2 separate regions of the Bos taurus genome follow, and region 1 is linked to region 2. Evidence: chromatin contacts called from public Hi-C data. All regions are on one chromosome and are shown on one strand. Each heading gives the region's core, a stretch centred on a gene start, on an enhancer-like site or on the middle of the called end of the contact. The rest is flanking DNA. Distances are from core to core; before and after follow the strand shown.

The links. A called contact is a pair of places that touch in the nucleus more often than the background predicts.
Region 1: a Hi-C map of skeletal muscle shows a contact between it and region 2, with 2.9 times the contacts expected there. The contact joins the enhancer-like site here to the promoter of UTP14A in region 2. A contact is called at or near these places in 2 of 11 Hi-C or Micro-C datasets (liver and skeletal muscle).

What each region holds. Positions count from the first base shown.
Region 1 is chrX:14,036,970-14,042,946 of ARS-UCD2.0, reverse strand. BCORL1 (BCL6 corepressor like 1) reads right to left here. Exons shown (of 15, transcript XM_005227504.5): 15 at 4,981-5,977. It also overlaps a transcript of ELF4 not described here. Among named protein-coding and RNA genes, the nearest start is that of ELF4, 16 kb to the left of the region's middle. Within about 2 kb of position 1,781, at least 32 of the 102 cell types and tissues checked have an H3K27ac peak or open chromatin away from gene starts, as enhancers often do. A contact at or near this core is called in liver and skeletal muscle, where this site is marked.
Region 2 is chrX:13,918,014-13,923,977 of ARS-UCD2.0, reverse strand. UTP14A (UTP14A small subunit processome component) reads right to left here and starts at 3,142. Exons shown (of 15, transcript NM_001034241.2): 1 at 3,074-3,142; 2 at 2,060-2,138; 3 at 1,153-1,223; 4 at 613-677. The coding sequence starts at 3,099.

The DNA of each region.
Region 1 (5,977 bases), core at 532-3,031, 120 kb before region 2:
TCCTAGCCTACTTCCCCATTCACCTCCCACTGCTCCCCTGACCCCTTGTATTGCTCCAGTCAAACGGATGGATTCACTAACCTTTGCACCTGCTTCTGTTGGAGTTGCCTCCCTCTGTACTTTTACTTTTCTTGCTTCTGCTCAACCACAATGCTCTTCCCACCCCGCTGCTGCTGCTGCTGCTAAGTCACTTCAGTCATGTCCAGTTAAGCTTATGCGACCCCATGGACTGCAGCCTACCAGGCTCCTCCATCCATGGGATTTTCCAGGCAAGAGTACTGGAGTGGGGTGCCATTGCCTTCTCCGTCCCACCCCGCTAGTACTCATCAAATTATACCCATCCTTCAAGGCTCAGTTCATAGACACTGCCTCCCCAGACCAGCCTACCCTTAAGTGAGTTCATTCGAAATATGTTGCAAGTGCCATTCTTTGGTAACTGACTGTGAGCAGCCTGTGACATCGCCTCTATAATAATGACAAACTGTTACTTAAATCTTCAATGGCCTGGACTTATGTAGTCTCCCCAGTTAGTGTGTTACCTTCTGAGGGGAGTGGGACTGTCGCCCGTAGCAGGGCACACTACGAAGCATCTAGTGAGCGTCAACGGACGGTTACTGATTGAGCTGGGGAGAGAGGGGGACCAAAGTGAGGTAGGTGACCTCCGACCTCCCCTCTGCACAGACACTCACCCCGGGTGCTCCACTGCCCAGGGCCGGCCCTCCCTGGCTCAGTGCCCTCATGGTACCCCCACCCCACCCCTGGCCTTAGCACCCAAGAGTTGTTACTACTTTGAACATCCCCTGCCTCTCAAGAAACTTCCCTGTCCAGTTTCTTTCCTATTCAAAGTGTTAAATTAGCTAAGCTGATAAACTAACCTGTGCTGATGTAGTTATGGGAGAGGGCTAGAGGAGAGCCTCAGGAGAAAGGTTCATTTCAACCAGGGTCGTGGAGCAACAGCACCCCTGCCTTTGCAATAGTCTGATGGAGTCAAGAGACTGGCTCCTCACCCCCAACAGCTGATGCATTACTCCCTCCTCTGAGCTCCCACAGCACTTTGTATATACCTCTTATTGTAGCACTTAGCACATGGTAGCGCCTTAGCTATGTGTTTATGTATGTTTCCCCTCCAATAGACTGTGAGCTCCTCAAGGACAGGGACTGTGTGTTAGTCACTGATGTATCCCCAGCGCCTAGCACAGTGCCTGGCACACAGTAGGTGCTCAATAAATGTTTATTAAAAGAATGAATGGGTCCTGTTTCTAATCATGAGATTCCAGTGCTATACTAAGGCAGGCCAGAGAGGCCGGGAAAGGACACCCACACGGGGCCTCCCACGGCTTTCGACCCCTCATAGAGCATGGCAGGCAGCTGCCTCCCTTGCCCATGTCTGCGGCCACCCCAGGACAACAGGAGCCCAAGGCTGCTTCCAGCAGTGCCTTGCTGTCACTAGGTGCCCGGGGCGGCTCTGAACTGCCCTTCGCTGCTGCCTTCTTCCTGGGACAGACTCATCGCTATTTCCTCATACCTGGGTGGAAATGTCACTTGAGTGGTGGAAATGTCAGCCCCGGTAGGAGGGACAGAACAAGAAGTGATTCTCACGATCGTCGTTCCTCTGACCCCATCATGTATTTTTAAAGAGGCGGTTGCCTCCGGCTCCAAAGCCGCTGGATCCGAAGTGAGTGAACTCATTCCCCAGCCATCCCAGGCCAGGGAGGCCAACGCGGTCGGTCCTTTGAGAGCCTCGGCCTCGGCACGCCAGGCGCGCGGCCGGAGTCCAGCAGGTGGCGCTATGGAGCCAGCGCAGGCGGGCGTGTGGCCCAGCGGAGCCCGGGAAGGGAGAGGCGGTCAGGGCGGGGCCTGCCGCTCCCGGCGGATGCGGCCGCAGCCGGCATCTTCCTGTCCCTCTATCCTGACTCTGCGCCCCAAACTGTCCCTGGGCGGCTCTGGTTCCCAAGCAGGCCTTCCATTTCTCGGGAGCTTGGAACTTTCCCCTCAGCCCCCTCCCCCTCCACGTTCCAGGGGGAATTTAACAGTCGAATAGCCTCTCCCCATTGGCCGGTCGCGCCCTGGCCCCGCCCCCGTCGCCCCCTACCCGTAGCCTCCAGGACCAGCAGGTGAGCACGCGGCGGGCCTGGCCTCGGTTGCCGGCCTGCACTCTCTCCCGGGTGGCGGGAGTGAGCCCGGGCCGCAGCCACCAGCCGCAGGGCTCCCGGCCTGGCCCACCTCCCACCGCAGCCTGCCTTTAGCTACAGATACACGCAGCGCCGCTTTCAACCTTGAAATCGGAGAGCAATTGAGGCGCCCGCGACAGCCTTCTGCCCGCGGAGGGCCCCAACCGCCCGTGGCGAGACTCTGAGCTACGGGGGACCAGCGCGCGGCCCGGGAGGCATCCGAGCCCGGTTGCCCAACGCTGCGGCTTGCCAGTCCGCCTCACCGGGGAAACCCGTGGTCCAGGGGAACACGTGGAACCCGCCCCGCCCCGCCCCATGGCGGGGTCCAGAAGGCCCGAGCACTTGGCGCCTCCCGCTGGCTGCTAAGCAGACTGCCCTTGGGGCGGACTCCGTCCTCCCTAAACACATACACGCACTTGTCTTAGCAGGGAACGTGAAAGTGAAGTCGCTCAGTCGTGTCCGACTCTTTGTGACCCCATGGACTGTAGCCTACCAGGCTCCTCCGCCCATGGGATTTTCCAGGCAAGAATACTGGAGTGGGTTGCCATTTCCTTCTCCAGATCTTCCCGACGCAGGGATTGAACCCGGGTCTCCCGCATTGTAGGCAGACGCTTTACCGTCTGAGCCACCAGAGCAGGAATGGGACACAATAAAATGCCCAGCAGTCTTCCCCGTCGTGGGTTAAAGTATGCAAGGGGCAGGAGTTTGCCGCCCAATTCGCCGCCCTCCCGCAACCCAAATAGGGCTGCAGTGAAAGCGGATCGTCCTTTCTCGGAGTATGGAGACTCCGAGAGCCTCCCTCTGAACCCAGCACCTCAAAGAGAAGCACTCTGGTAAGACCATCAACTGTAGGCTTGCGACCTCAGCATGTCGGAGGAACTAACTTCAGCTAAACAGCCATGGTTACTCAGTATGTTTCTCTTCCATTGGCGGTTAATTGGGCCCCATTTGGCAGATGGAATAATGAAGGCTCGAAATACTAGGTTCTCTCTCACCCGCTATAAGCCTAGGTGGGAAGTGGTGGGCTAGCTCTTTCCCTGAGACCGCACTGAAAAGGATTAGATCATTTAATAAGAGGTGATCGTCCTCTCCCCAGTCCGAACCCGGGAATGCAAACTCATCTCCTGCTTTATGGGATTCACCCCCCATTCCTCCATTTTTGGTCTTCCCACTCTGGCAGAAGAGCAGTGAGAAGGCTCCAGGAAAGGTGTGGAGAAGGGAGCCCAAAAGCAAGGAAATATGAAACTGCTGTTTGGTGTGGCTTTCAACTCACTTCCTTTCTCCAGAGAAATAAAGGGGTGTGTGCAAGCCCACACACTCAAACGCCCAGGGCTGTCCAGGAGTCGCAAAGGACCATCACCTATTCCTTTGCAATCACTCTGACTTTGCCCACTGCATCTCCATCCTGCTCTAAATGGAAATCCTTATACCCCTAAAGCTCTCCCTTCATCCTTTGTTCTGAATCAGGCAATCACCTTTTCCCCTCCCTCTGCCTGTCCTACCTCCAACATATTTTACCAATGTATTAAAAGAAAAAGGAAAAACCTCTGTCACTACCTGGTTTAGAGTTCTCATGGTTCCCCATCACCTCAGGCAAAAGTCAAAGCCATACTCCTTGGCATGGCTGGCAGGGCTCCTACACTCTCCTTCCCCACCTGTACCTTCCAGCTGCAGTGAGACTGGAGTTGTAGTTTCCTGCACATACTACCCTTCTTCTTTGTCTCCAAGCCTGTGCTCAGATGTCCCCTTAGTTCAAGGGTTCCTCCCTGCCACCCCAATTCCCATTTTGCTACTTGTCAATTAGGCATTACTTCTGACCACCTCTGTGCCCTAGCCCATCCAGCTGAGCTCCCAAAGCATCCTGGGCTTAGCTGGATCCTCGCATTCACCACGTGGCCTCAGGTGTTGTTTGGGAAGCCTCGAGGCCTCAGGATCAGGAGGTGGGGAATGAAAGCCAATTGGGAGGATTAATGCTGCTCCTCCATCTGAGCAACTCAGGGGTCACTCCTGGGGCAGGATGGCTGGATTCCTGTTGGCCAGACAGACAGACCCCCTGGCTGGTACATGACATGGCTCTCCAGACACGGCAGCCACAGTGAGAGATCCCAAGAGCATAGCTTACAAGGGCCTCATCCCAGACCTACAGACATCCCCTTCCCTTCAAACAGTAACAGGCTCATTCTGGAGCCAGCAGTCACAAGTCACAATCATACTTTCTACTGCTGGTTTTCAGAAGAAGGGAGAAAAGTTGTAAAGTCTAGGATGGGCATCTTGCCTCCAAAGCTGGTGGGTCTTAGGAAAGCAGAACCATGGAAGGTCTGCACTATGTAGGGGGGCAGAGGGGACACCGGCAAGACAGTGAGGGCAGTGAGTAACAAGACCATGAAGTCTGCTGCTCACACAGGGCAGGAAACAGTGCTGGCAGGCAGGTGATTTCCTTGAGTTAGAGGATCATCCCTCACAGCCACCTCAAAGAGGGCCCCTCCCTCTGACCACACTCCTCTGGGGATTGAGCGATGTGTGCACATGTGCAGGGGCACCCCTACGCAGCCTACCAAACTGACGCAGGTACTCACTTCTCCCCAGGATTTGTACCTGCCTTTCCTTTCCAAATCTTGCCAAGGTGACCCAAATCCTCACTGGTCACTCTACCTGCTCTCAGTTGCTGTGCTGATAAGGACCCCAAACTGCAAAGCAGGGTGAGGGCTTCCCTCACTGACTTCATAAGGATACCCATCTTTTTTTAACTACAGAAAAGCCAATACGGGGAGCAGAGAAAAGAGACAGGAGACAGAAGCCCTGACACAGGTTTTTCAGTATGCAAGTGTTTTTGACTCCACAGCCAGTTGCTTAAAATGAAACATAAAGGGCAGCCAAAATACACACCCAAATGCAAAAAAGTAAAGGCAAACATAAAATAAACCACACAATACCATGAACCCCAACAAAACCAGAAAATTAAACCCAAAAAACCCCTCAACTTTATATATATATATATATATATATTTTTTTTTTTTTTTAAAAAGGGAGAACAACTGTTCAAAACCAACTGGGCAGTATGGTGGAGGTGGGTAGCAGTCCTACAGAAGGGGGCCTAGAACTTCCCCCTGGGAACAAAGAACAAACACAATACAAAGAAAATAACCAACAATCCTCCTGCGAGGGTCAGGAGTCTCCGGAGAACAGATTGTCCCATCCTCAAACTGGCTTTTTTTTTTTTTTTTTGCCTTTTTTTTGTCTTTTTTTTTTCCATTTTCTTCTTTTGTTGTTGTTGTTTTAGCACCTGTACAATAAAACTGTACCATCTCCAACCAGAGCCGGCCGTAGGGAGGCCCTCCTGCTTTTGGATGGTACATACTCTCTACAAGGATTGTTCGGAAAAATAGCAATTGGTAGAAAAATAAGAACAAGAGTGGGAAAGACAATGCCACAGAGGGGGCTGGGGCAAGGAAGCAGCCCAAACCCCTCCTTCTCTCTCTCCACCAACAAACCCAGCGCTGAGAGGGAGACCTGGTAGGGCCGGGCCGCAGGAGACCAGTCTCCTGCCCTCACCTAGGAAACAGCTGAGGCCTGGGTTCAACATCTGGCAGGAAATCCCAGAGCCCTCTGGAAATTCCAAAGGAGAACTGGGCGGGGGGGAGGGGGGGGGGAGCAGAGGGAGAAGGAGCTGAGGACAGAGAGAAGAGAAAGGGATGCTTCAAAGGCAAGGAGGAGAGATGGGGACAAGGGTAAGAGGGAGCTGAGAGGCTCAGTATCCAGGGAGGGCAAGGCCCGGGTGGGGTAGGGTGGCCAGGGGTGCAGGGGAA
Region 2 (5,964 bases), core at 1,893-4,392:
ACTGTTTCACTGCCTTAGAATGTAAGCCCCAGGAGGTCCATCACTTATTCTTTACTCTGTATCTAAACCAATCCTGAAACTCATACATAGTAGAGGTACAGTATTTGCTGAATGGGTAAGCCTGGGAGAATACATTGTTACCAGTGCTGAAAGGTTACATTAATGATTACTAGAAGTGCCTAACTCATTCAGGTTGCCTAAGTTGTGAATACAGTGGGAAATATTTGGCACCTAGACTCAGTGTCAAGTGAAAATCTCAACTCTGTTATTTATTAGATCATATATTCTCAATTGGGGTGATACCATTTCCCCACCTAGGGGTAAAAATTGGTTCTTGGGTGAGCGTGCATAAGGGAAAAAAAAACCTTAGATACAGTTAGCTCATTAAGCTCTATGGCAGATCTTGACTGTGGCCTTTTCATTTTCTTTTAGAAATGGAAGAAATTCAAGAGCATCCGATTACCCTTCTTCATTCACTCATGGGTAAGTATGTATGGTATGATTCACTAACCACATCAAAAATAGTTGGAAAGAGGGCACCAAGGGGAAGTAGACCATTATGCTTTTGGAATTCCACAAGGTCCATGCAGACAGTTTCCTTTGTTAACTTACCTTCAGAACTTACACTGAACTCTGACACCTTCAGACTAGCCTCAGACCTATCAGCCAATTTCTGCCTGAAATTAAGCAAAACAGAATACATAGAGAATGGATACAGTCTGCTGGGGAACAAACACCTCTCTTCAAACAATGCTTTCGTTTCATATTTATTCTAGAATTAGGTTTTGTCACAAAATAACCAGGAAATCTATTCCTAAGCTGGACCCAGTAGTTTAACCATCTCTTAATGAAAACAGCCTCTCAAAAACACAAGGCAATGCAAGGCAGGCATAGTGAAAAAGGTATTGGACTTGGATTCAAACATGTCTGGATATGAATACCCTATCTGCCACTTATTCGAGTGACTTTGGGACATGTCAATCTTATTTTCTATTTGAAGAAGCCGATGTGCAGAGGATTTACCTACAGTCTCCAAAGTACATGCTCTTAAGAATGATGCTGAAAAATGTTGTCTTCGGCACTGAATGTTAGCTGCAGATAAGTCCCATGGAATCAGCTAGTTAGAAATGTCCATATTGAAGGGAATGTTACCTATCCTTTCCATTAAGTGAACTGATTGATTCCAGAAGCTTCTGATGCTTTCTTTCTTCATCTTTGTCCCCCTGGAAACAGAAAAAGGAAGAACCATCAGATTGATGAGGGGAGGGAAAAGACAGTATGGAAATTGAGGCCCATTTAAAATCTCCCATTCTTTTGGTCAGTGGAGAACTGGGAAATCAGATGAGGTCTGGCGTGCAGGCATTCCAGCTCAAACAGGAAGAACTGCTTCAAAAACCGAAATTTCCCAACTGTAAGGAATATAGATCCTAAGTAACCAGGAGCTAATGCCATGCTTCTGTCTTAACTGGTTTTAAGAAAAGTGCCATGAGAATAATATTTCTGTATAGAATATATAGTGTAATCTGACATGGGAACCTTGACATAAAAAAGCCAATCTAAGTAGTTTTCTCAAGAGAATAAAGAGCTGGAATTCCTATAGCAGCTGCCCAGCTTAATTATGCATGTGTATATTTCAGTCAGAAAATCAAGTAACTCTCTATGGAAATCCAAACTTGGAAACAGGGAAATCATATGGCACACACACTCCAAGTGGCACCACTGAGCCCCCTCCCCAGACACTACACTTAGCATCTCAGCATCAAGCTGCCATAGCTTTAGGCAGCTTTAACTGTGTTTGTGAGCATCTATGCTTTATCTTGATTTATTTTGTGTTTTAATTAGCAGGGCATGTCCTAAGGTAATCACTTCTTTGCTTTATGCCATTTGGCTTAGGTTTAGTAGGAATGCTCTAATTTGGAAAATTGTAACTAATTTATTTGTGAGACCTGAACAAGTATAAACAATGTTGCCACCCCTTTTCCTTCCATGAAGTGTGCCCTTTACCCTAATTTTGAAACAGAAGGGAACTGGAGAAGGCAGTTTGGCAGGTGTCACTCACCTCATCTTCACTAGTGCTCAAGGGGTAGTCTTTTGGCAAATCCTCTAGTTCTTTCTGTTGGTTCGAAGCCAGAAGGTTGCTAAAGGAGATAAAAGAGAAATACTATCACTTGAAGGAATTTTTCTTATATTGAAATGATCTCTAAAACATAACTTCAGTTCTCAGTACAGAATAGTCTTATCCCCTGGAAGAGGTGCAAACCAAGTAGTATTGAGCATCTTTGGAAGTTTTCCAAGACATCAAATCTGGACTGCAGAAGGCAGGCATCACCTGTTAAAAGGTGAGCAGTGTTAGTAATACCCATACAGAACTGCATGAAAATGGAAAGATCTAACACTCTTCAGTGACTGATTAGCACTGCATTTCCCACGGACCTCTGGGAGGCTATAAAAATGTCAGACCCTAGGTAAGGTGGCAGAAGATGCTGTTGCTGCCCCTTGAGGCAAGGCAACTTCACCATTAATATTTCTAAGCATCCGCCACATGGAAGACACCTGTATAGGTGCTGCTTACTCAAAAGTGACATCTTGATCACTTGTTCTCCGAAATCGAAAAACAGGGAATTGGAAGAAAGCCGCTGGAGCTTGCTCAGCAAAGCAGGCACTTTAATTAAAATGTCGTGGATGACTCCAATTAACAAAGGTTTCCAAGATAAGGCGAGTTTATAACAAAGTCACTGCCTGCGCAGTAGGCGGAAACGCTCCGCACCAGCGGCATCAAAAGGAGTCACGTGATGAGGAAAGTGCTACATATTAACTTCTCTGGAGCGGGAGAAACCGCAACAGGATCAACAGGGATGAGACTAAGAAGATGGAGAGCGGAGGGGGCGAATTAAATTAATAGGGCTTTAAAGGATGGATCATGGAAACAGTAACGAATGGTGAGATCCTGGGAGGGGAACAACTGTCGCCAGCTAAAAGATGGCCTCTGTTTCTCAAGAGCCGGGAAAACCGACCCCCAGCGAGGCTCAGACCCTGCCCTCCCCCCTCCCCGCCCCGGATCGCTACCCCTCACCTCTCCGCAGCCTGGTTCGCGTTCATCTCAGCAGCCTGTCTCACATGGACCAGGAGCGGAAGTCGAAAGGAAAGATTTCCGTACCGGCCGCAAAGCAATTTAGGCTTCCGCCAATCACGCGCGACTAGTGGCGTCACTTCCGGCCCGCCCCGAGGTGTGCAAGGAACTAAGCAGTTTGGGAGGCGCCCGCGGGGAATCGGGAGTCTGGAGGAAAAATCCTGTCAGCGGGTGGAGCTCTGCTCTCCCCACCCACCTCTCAGCTCTTTGACGCGTCCGCGTCCTTCTTCCCTGGCCCGGGTTTCCAGGCGGCCCGGGCGGGTGAGGTTAGCAGGAGTGTGCCTCGCTGTCGGGGACCTGGCTGAGCCTTCGTGGCTCTGCCTGATCCAAAAGGAGAGGCTCCAGCGTCTGTCGGTGATCGACAGCGTCCTGCGAGCCTGCCGCCAGCCAGCTCGAGGCGTTATTGACCGCCGGGGAAGTGGCCAGCATTGTGCTAAGGTCCTGGCGATCCGCCGGTGGACAACAAAGCAAGTTTCCTGCCCTCTTAAGGAAAAAATCCTTTGTCACCCCGCGCCCCCTTGTAATTGCAGCTCTGGGTTCCTACTTCCTACATAACAAAGTTTCATTCAAGAATGGGCTGTGTCTGTGACTGCAACTTCCTCCTCTCCCGTCAACCTTTAAGAATTTTTCTTTAATTAAAAGTAGAAAAGTAATACACGGAAAAAGACACTTATTTTTCGAAGCCACTCCCATTTTGTTTTCACCCCCACCGTTCCGCTGAAACTATTCTGGACAAGATCATCTTGTTACTAAATAAAAGGGACACTTCTCGGTCTTTGTCTTCCCAGAAGTCTGTGGTATTAGATACTGTTGGTTTGTGTTCTTAGGGATATTCAGGGAATGTTTTTGAGTAACTACTGTATGCCAGGCCCCTTGGCACTGGCGATACACTGGTGAATAAAACAAACATGTTCCATGGCCTTATACAACCTACTTTCTACTGGGGTTAAAGACAATTTTGTCATGGTTGCAACTCCATCCTGGGCTCCCGTGACTCCACTCTCCTGGTATCTTAGCTTTATGACCATTTCCCAACGTCTTCTCTGCTGGATACCGTTTATGTACGAACTCCCTAAATGATGATGTTCCTTAGGTTCTGTACTCGGTGCTCTTTGTTTATACCATGTGCTCTTAAGCCTTTAACACTTGTATCAGTTCAGTCCCTCTGTCCTGTCTGACTCTTTGTGACCCCATGGACTGCAGCAGGACAGGCTTCCCTGTCCATCACCAACTCCCAGAGCTTGCTCAAAGTCATGTCCATCAGGTCGGTGATGCCATCCAACCATCTCATCCTCTGTTGTCCCTTTCTCTTCCTGCCTTCAATCTTTCCCAGCATCAGGGTCTTTTTCCAGTGAGTTCCTTCTTTACATCAGGTGGTCAAAGTATTGGAGTTTCAGCTTCAGCATCAGTGCTTCAGTGAATGTTCAGGACTGATTTCCTTTAGGATTGACTGGTTTGATCTCCTTGCTGTCCAAGGGACTCTGAAGAGTCTTCTCCAGCACCACAGTTCAAAAGCAGAAGTTCTTTGGTACGCAGCTTTCTTTATGGTCCAACTCTCACATCCATACATGACTACTGGGAAAAACAATAGCTTTGACTAGATGGACCTTTGTCGGTAAAGTAATGTTTCTGCTTTTTAATATGCTGTCTAGGTTTGTCATAGCATTTCTTCCATGTACCTGGAAGATGGAAAGACTACCCACTCCAGTGTTCTGGCCTGGAGAATTCCATGGACTACAGTCCATGGTGTCGCAGAGTTGGACACGACTGTGACTTTTACTTCTTCCAAGGAGCAAGCATCTTTTAATTTTATGGCTGTAGCCACCATCTGCAGTGATTTTGGAGCCCAAGAAAATAAAGTCTGTAACTGTTTCCATTGTTTCCCATCTATTTGCCATGAAGTGATGGGACTGGATGCCATGATCTTAATTTTTTGAATGTTGAGTTTTAAACTGGCTTTTTCACTTTCCTCTTTCACTTTCATCAAGAGGCTCTTTAGTTGCTTTTTGTTTTCTGCCATAATGGTGGTTATCATCTACATGTCTGAGATTATTGATATTTCTCCCTGCAATCTTGATTCCAGCTTGTGCTTCATCCAGTCCAGCATTTCGCATGATGTACTCTGCATTTAGGTTAAATAAGCAAGATGACAATATACAGCCTTGACATACTCCTTTCCCAATTTGGAACTAGTCCACTGTTCCATGTCCAGTTCTAACTGTTGCTTCTTGATCTCCTGCACCTCAGGAGGCAGGTAAGGTGGTCTGGTATTCCCATCTCTTTAAGTATTTTCCACAGTTTGTTGTGATCCACACAGTCAAAGGCTTTCGTGTAGTCAATGAAACAGAAGAAGATGTTTTTCTGGAATTCTCTTGCTTTTTCTATGATCCAGAAGATGTTGGCAATTTGATCTCTGATTCCTCTGCCTTTTCTAAATCCAGCTTGAACATCTGTAAGTTCTCAGTTCACATACTGTTGAAGCCTAGCTTGGAGAATTTTGAGCATTACTTTGCTAGTGTGTGAGATGAGTGCAATTGTGTGGTAGTTTGAACTTTCTTTGGCATTGTTTTTCTTTGGGATTGGAATGAAAACTGACCTTTTCCAGTCCTGTGGCCACTGCTGAGTTTTCCAAATTTGCTGGCATATTGAGTATAGCACTTTAACAACATCATCTTTCAGGATTTGAAATAGCTCAACTGGAATTCCATCACCTCCACTAGCTTTGTTCATAGTGATGCTTCATATGAGGACTTGTATCAGCACTTGTATCAGACTCCAAAAATCTACATTTCTAGCCCAGATCTCTTTTTTGAACTCCAGACTAGTATCTTAGA